2 separate regions of the Hordeum vulgare genome follow, and region 1 is linked to region 2. Evidence: chromatin contacts called from public Hi-C data. All regions are on one chromosome and are shown on one strand. The core of a region is the stretch at or near the end of the contact, and the rest is flanking DNA. Distances in the headings are between cores, read along the strand shown.

Evidence for each region. A called contact is a pair of places that touch in the nucleus more often than the background predicts.
Region 1: a contact with region 2 is called in a Hi-C map of seedling, with 5 times the contacts expected there. The contact joins the enhancer-like site here to the promoter of LOC123409984 in region 2. A contact is called at or near these places in 3 of 6 Hi-C or Micro-C datasets (leaf and seedling) and 1 of 1 datasets of contacts at active chromatin or transcription factors (embryo).

What each region holds. Positions count from the first base shown.
Region 1 is chr7H:212,930,841-212,934,899 of MorexV3_pseudomolecules_assembly, reverse strand. No RefSeq gene overlaps it. Among protein-coding and RNA genes, the nearest start is that of LOC123411621, 140 kb to the right of the region's middle. Within about 2 kb of position 2,454, at least 3 of the 3 cell types and tissues checked have open chromatin away from gene starts, as enhancers often do. A contact at or near this core is called in leaf and seedling, where this site is marked.
Region 2 is chr7H:212,288,580-212,292,310 of MorexV3_pseudomolecules_assembly, reverse strand. It overlaps LOC123409984, which reads right to left and starts at 2,315. Exons shown (of 7, transcript XM_045102851.1): 1 at 1,834-2,315; 2 at 1-1,316. The coding sequence starts at 975.

The DNA of each region.
Region 1 (4,059 bases), core at 1,205-3,704, 640 kb before region 2:
TTATAAGTATGAATACCAATGCCACCAAGTGCAGACATATTGATGATTTGTCAATAGCAAACATTATGTCGTGTCTAGATATGATTGGAAAACATGCTATGTAGTGCTACTACACCAGCCGAAGTACGAATTATAGTCCCTCCTTAATTCAGACACTGACGAACTAGCTTTTGCAATTCACTCTAATCATTCAATATGTTGAAAACAAGATCGGATGTTAAATAACCATAGGAGCAACACTCGACCGATAAGGAAACAATGAGCATGTGTATCATCAAATTTTGTTGGTTCTTCATTTTACTCCTTAGCCAACTACTACCTACTTTCTAACATTGTAGCATGCAGTAAATTGACTTCCTAGAAATGCATGGAAGGGAAATATATTTGATTTGTTTTGAACAGATTGCAAGAAATAAATGTATGGCACCTACAACCTGTTCTCAAAACATATATTTATGAAATCATATTTTATTTCTTTTTAGCAATTACTCATGTCTAAGTTTATTGTTTCGTGGCAACACACAGGCATTCAACTAGTCCGGCTAATTGCCGGAACTAGTGCCGTATAAGACCTCCCTGCAAACAGTATCAAAACAGAAAACAGATGGTGCTGGTTTGTAGAATAAATGGTTACCAGAGCTTAAGGCGCCAAATAGAGTTTACGTCTATTTATGGCGTGGCTCGACACATAGCAAGCAAACACGGATCCCTACGCTCCCTATACCTCACACATATGCAGTTATTTCATGTGCCCTTTCTCTCACCGTACTAATGCTTTGGAATGTTTTAGAACCTTCCTTAAACCGGTTTTCTTTCCTATGTGTTTTTTTGTATATTTTGCTATTATTTTTTGTTTCTTTTTTCCCTTATTTATTTTGATGAAAATTCGGAATTTGTTTTCCTAAAATATGGGTTTTTAATATAACTTTTTGGAAGATGGAATAATTTTTGAAATTCTTGATTGGTTTTGAATCTACGAAAATTGTTTTGAAATTCATGAAGATTTATTGTATCATCAAATATATTTAATAGCATAAAATTTTAGAAAAATTGAAATGTTTATTTAAATTTGCAAACATTTGTTTTCAAAATGCATAAATTAGTTAATTCGTGAATATGTTTTAGCGATGCACACATTTGGAAATTATGGGACAATTTTCTAAATTAAAGAACATTTTTGAATTCGTAAACACTATCAAGATTATTGAACATTTTACAAATTTGGAAACAATTTAAAATTTATTTAAAGTTTTGTATTTGAGATTATGTTTGAAATCCCCAGCAAATAGAACTTCAGATTGATGAACAGTTCTATAGAAATAAACGAACAATAAACAAAAAATGAATAACAGAAATAAAAAAACAGGAGCGCCCACCCCCACACATGGGCTGGCCGAAATGCATGTGGAGGCGTGGGGGCTGCACGATTAGTGGCTCCCTGCTAACAAGACCTCATAGTTGACGCCTTCTGCACCGGTCAGTGCCAGTGTTTCTGGCGTCGAAACACCGCTGTTATGTCCCGACCCGTCACGCATGCGACGGTTTTAAAAAAATTCATTGATTTTTTAAAAAATCACTCATTTGCAAAAATGTTTTCAAATATTTTAAAGAAATTTCTCAAATTTAGAAAAAGATCATCGATTTTGACTAAAATGTTCATGGATTATTAAAAATAGAGATTGGAAAACTAGACCGAATTTGAAAACGTAATCTTGGATCAACAAAAATATAGCACATGTTCCCAGATATTTATGAATTTGAACAAATTCCACGTGTTTGAAAAAACGATTCATGGATTTAATAAGAGTTCACAAATTAAAAAAAAACATTCGGACCAACAAAAGTATCGCACATGTAAAATATAGAATAATCCTAAAAAATAAGATTATAAAGAATAAAGAAATAAAATGATGAAGAAATAAAATAGGAAAAAATACGCAAGAAAAAATGAACTACAACTACAGCCCTAAATGTGCTGGCCTGCTCGGTCGGAGTGGTGGGCGGCGGTTAGTACATCTACAGCTTAAGGCGCGGAATAAGATCAGGGTCTGACGCACGCTAAATAGGACCTCCAAACTCTTTGTTCCGCCCAACTGAAATGGCTGCAGTAACAAGCGGATAACATGTGAGTTCTAGACATGCTAATTTAATATTTTTTCCGTTTTATAATATAAAAGCATTTTTATAACAGTTTAAAACGTTCTTATATTATGGAACGTGGAGGGAGTACGATAATAACCAGTTTACACTCCCCCGCAAAAAAAAAAAGTTACCAGTTTACACCAGAGTACAGAAAAGCGTAAAACACCTTGTGTTGTGAACAGTGTCACTCGTCTCTCACGCAAACGGGGAATATACGACAAGACAACTTTATTTCCGGTAAGATTAGATTCGGAGCCCAATAATTTAGTCTATACAACTCGGATCCGTAGACCAAACAGACGCTTCTGGACTCCGCGGCTATTAATTAAATCAGATTTGTTAGCATATAATAGTCCTGTCATACACGCACCAGTGCTAAAAGAAGAAGGTAAGCTCGAGCTGCTAATATAATACACACACTAATCATGGCCTTCCACTAGCCGTAGCCCACCTTAATTTAATCATCAATTACCAAATCCAGCTATGCATGTATAGATACTGCGTCCAAGATTTCGTGGGGAATTGTTTATTTCCGTGTCGTCATGGCTGACCTCAATTCAGGAGCTGCTAACTAGTTGCAGCCGGATATGTATTCTCTTTCGTGTCTTATAGTCTGCATTTTCTACAAAATCTAATTATTATTGCAAAATTGTGGCGATCTTAATAAATATAATTCATATATTTGATAGTTTAAGATTTGTAATCCGTCTCCTACCAGCTATATCATTCGGAGATGTGAGTGTTAGAAATATATTTAGAGTCCATGTAGTTGATAATTTAGGATTTGTAATCCGTCTTCTACCTTATCTTTAGAAGATGCTTCTTGTTCTCTAAGTTTGTACTCCTACATATACTCGTCCATGAGGCTTAATACAACATTCATCGTATTATGTCAATCCATCATATTCCACATCAATCCCTCTATCTCTCTTCTAACATGATATGAGATCTAAGAAGTCTTGAGTTCAATACCCGGTTGACGCAATTAAATTGTAGCCTATTTTTGGTCCATGTTTAGGTCTGAGGGAGCCACACGTGAGGGAGAATATTGACGTATAAATTTATTGCCTAGTCTCTTTCATCATATTGATCTTTAGTTTGCATTGGCTACAACATGCACTTCTACGACGTCAGGGACGTCGCTTGGTGGAGGCGGGGTGGCGGCGTTCGAGATGAAGACGACGACGACTGACGTGGCCAGAGCCGGCAGCCGGGCAGCCGACCCGACACGACTGAGGAGCGAGGCGACGGAGCCGGCGAGGCCGAGGGCCGGCAGCCCCAACTCGACATGGACCACGACGTCCTTCGCACGGATACCGCGGCCACGACTACACCACCCACACTCTTAGCTACTTCGACAACGACACAAAGGGTTATCACCTTGCTTGAGCAACTCATCGGCTTCCTCTACATTCCATGCGTTTGCGACGCGACACCGTCCTCGACGCTCCTGTTGTGATTGCGGGGGATGTCAGCCCGTCGGTTGTTATTCTCTCGAGTCTGACCGTCCACGATGCTCCTGTTGTTCACAAGCTATTGCTACGATCATGGGGGGTGTTAGAGATATATTTGGAGTCTATGTATTTGGTAGTCTAGGATTTGTAATCTATCTCCTACCTTATCTCTTAAAGAGGCTTCTTGCCCTCCAAGTTTGTACTCTTGTATATACTCGTTCATGAGGCTCAATACAACAACCATCACATTATGCAAATCCATCATATTCCACACCAATCCCTCTCTCTTCCTTCTAACAGTGAGTACTCGTACTAGCAACTAATTCATAACCCATCATATATTTAAGAGCAATTATAGTTGATGCCCAACATCAAAAGAATACAAATATAATAACATTCGTCTGACCTCCGTGTAGTAGTTAGGATGCACGCAACTAGTAAAATTCATGTTGATTTCCTACAT
Region 2 (3,731 bases), core at 1,066-3,565:
ACATGAACTTCTCTTAGGGGTCATAGTATCATATTCATCATGTAATCTGTCAGTTTCCTCTAACACATCTAGCATCCTAATTCCATCAAATCCTCCCTGTTCCTTCAAATCTAGGAAATCATTTTCAATGTCTTTCATTACATGCCTTGGAGATTCTGTAGTCTTGACTTTATGAATGCGTCTAGGGCTGAGAGGAGATAATGAGAGTGGAGAGTGTGCTAATTTTGCACTGGCAGCTAGATGATCATAATAGGATAATGACTCCTTGTTCCCAAGTAAAGGGCCATCAGTGAAATGATTAGAATTAATCCTATTGACATCAAATTCTGAAGTCCGACTGGACCATCTAGGGGTCGGACATGCCTGTGACTCAAAACAACTGAGGCTTCCGGTGTTTACCATTTTATTACCTGGCTCGGAATGCTGAAACCTAGCATCAGCAGAAGCAATATTCAGTAAATCACCATGGAACTTTCTAGAGAGCACATTTTTCAATGGAGACAGCAGTCTTTTCCTTGCCTGAAGTTCATGCTGATCAAATGGTGAACCACAATTATGACTGGCCACAGATGGACAGATTGTATCCAATTGTGCTGTATCAGGACCTCCAATACAGTTTGATTCAAAGCCCACAATCCTTGTTGTCGGCATATGGACAGCAGGCTGCTGCAATTTTTGAGAAGATCTAGAATTTGCATCTCTAAAATCATCAATTCTGAATCCTTGGAAGTCTGCGGGTCCATCAAACGCATGGCTGTCTCTAAAATACCCGTTTGATTCATCTGGGGAACCTGATGCAGTCTGTCTAGTGAAATTGCCAATCGATCGATATGAAACCTTGCCATTTGAGCATTCTCGAGGAAGCCCATCCAAATCGCAGGCACCAACACCGTTGATACGTGAGGGGCTTGACACAGGCGTCCTCGATCCTGTAGAAACATCCTCCTTGACTGAAGAAACTTGGGGTAAACCCATGGCAACCAATCTCTGATACTCAGCGAGAAGGAAGACCCCCAATTTGTAATTGCTACTGCGGTACACCTATCCAGTTCCTTTCAACGGCCCTCTTAGTATCTTGCCATTTCAGTGTCCAAATCAATGCATAGACAAACCATCAATTGGAACCAATCACCACCGGAAGGGCAGAACCACACCAGCATTTCCGACTCGGACCCATTGGAAGCAAGGTTACCATCTTGCCACTACTAATCATGCCCCCCTGGCTACCACGGCAACTGGAGATGACACATAACTTGGAGCCTGAGCAAGCAACCAGGGACCTAGGACGAACCATGCGAGGAGATCACCTCACAGCCCTGCAGAAACGAATCGAAGAGCATTGATTAGAGGCTCAATTGATCCTATCACATGACTAAACCCACGAATAGAAGGGAGTTCAATTAATCCCACTACATGACCAAGATAAGCTCAATCAATACTACCTGACGGTTACTATATTTAGCTCTCAGGAGAAACAAAGTAGTCAGTTTCTACAGCTTCCGCCTAATGCATAGAAATAGCAAGTTCCCAACCAATGATTGCGCATCCATCACAATGCTATCTACTCCACTCCATACTGCCCAAACAAGGCGCAAATGAAGACGCGGTCAGCCAATCGCCGAGCAAACAGGCGTGCATGGGCTAAACCTCGAAACTACCGAAATCGGGAGCACGGAAGCGGCCGAAATCCGGAGCACGAGAGGCCCAAATTTGGGGGCGGATTGCGGAACCGTCACCGATCGAAATGGAGCAGCAAATTTCCCACCGATAAACGGGCAGAGCCCACCGCAGCAACGGGAATCGCAGAAATACAAGCCGGCGACAAAGGGGTACCTGCATATCCATCCATGGATTAATCAGCAGCGGAACGGCCCGCGCCGCCGAATCGAATCGGGGTCCTCCGAGATTGACGGCCGCTTCGATCCGATTCCGTCCACCGGGAACCAACCCGCGCCTCAATCGCTCCGGGCGGTTTCCGCCGGGCTCTCGACGTCCACCTCCGCCGAACCTTCTCCTCTTGTGGCTGCTCTTCTTCTCTCCCCTCCCCTCTCTCTCCTGCTGCTCGCTCCAATGGTGGTGGGTATGTATATAATTCCGGAAGCAACAAACCAAGGGTCCTTGATTAGGCGCTAGAAATGATATTTTCTGGAGGGGATACGCTGGGCTGAGTTAGTAGCAGCGGCAGCATCTGGATGTTTCCAATCAGCTCGGCTGTTTTGGTTTCGCTTTTGTTCTCGCTCGGTTGCTTCTTTTTTCTTTCAGAAGAAGAAGAGTGGATAGATAAAATGTTCTCGCGTCTTCCCACTTTTTTGTGGCTTATGCTTCTAACGTTCTGGCCCCTCACGTCTTGCAGATTCCGTTTTCTCAGAATCGTCTGGCGGTTGAGCTCAGCGGCGGTGGTTACTGTACCGACTTGTGTAACAAATTCTGTTGCTGCCCATACTACATTTTCCTTTTCTTTTGAGAAATAGTCCTGCATAGAGCTATTACAAAAGTTTGCCCAAGTATTACAAAACAAACCAAAAATAACAAAGCAAATCAACCCGTGGTTGGATGGTTAGGAGGACTGACGGAGCTAGAAAAATAGTTTGACGGGATCATGTACATGGCATTGGGTTCATCTTTCTAAAAATGTTACTTCTTCCATTTTTGAATATAAGTCTTTAAAAAAAATAGTAAAAAACTACATACGGATGTATATAAACATATATTAGAGTGTAGATTCATTTATTTTGCTCCGTGTGTAGTTTTCTAGTAAAAACTTTAAAAAAAATTATATTTACAAACGAAGAAAGTAATGATACAAGTACTAAACTAGTGAAGGATTTTCAAATTTCAGCTGACCCCAATGCCTATAAGGCAGCTCCATCCCTGCCTATAAAGAGTTAAAGACTAGTGCCATGGAGCCGTAGTACTCGCTGTTGAATCCTTAAACCGTTCTGAAGTGCCTGACATCAAATTTCGTCATTGCGAGAAGTAATTGTAAGCTCGCCGTCCTAAGAAAGCGGTAGAAACCTATGACAAGAATGTTTTTGACGGACAATATCGAGGAGAATCGAAACCCCGCACACGAAATAATTCTTTTGAACGGCCTACTTGTAGTTTGACAGAAGAAAAAGCAGACTATTCAAAACGGTGGACTTGGCCCACTGCTTGGGCGGCTAAGATCCGTACGTTCTACTTTGGCATATCAAATCTAAGACCGATCCGACTGAGAACCTGGTCCATTTCTTCCCAATGACACTCCCCTGTCCATGATTCATCATCTTTCTCTCGCTTCCTTCCTTTTCCTTTCCTCAGAACAGCTTTCTGGTAGTACCAGTGCACGCAAAAAAAAAAAGGGTACCTGAGCAATGGACTATTCATTGGATGATATAAGAATCTTTTACAGTACCGTGCAATAGAAGGCTCAATGGATCAAAGTAATGTTGAACACGACAGAAGATGACACTTGAGATTTGAATCGTGGCACAGGATTGTCCACTAGCGGAAACAGCGGCCAAAAGGGGGTGTGGATTGGGGACGAGAGAGAGAGAGAGCGGGCGTCTGATCCACAGCACCACCCACCAATGATGGGCTAGCGGGAATGATATTATCTAGAGATTAGACAAAGCAACGGTCGATCGCTATCTCATACGTGTGCCACAAATTCGGTAGTTTCCAGCGGAAGAATCATGCTCCATGATGAGGCCACAACGGCACAGCATGCAAGTTGCTTGGCATGTGGTGGA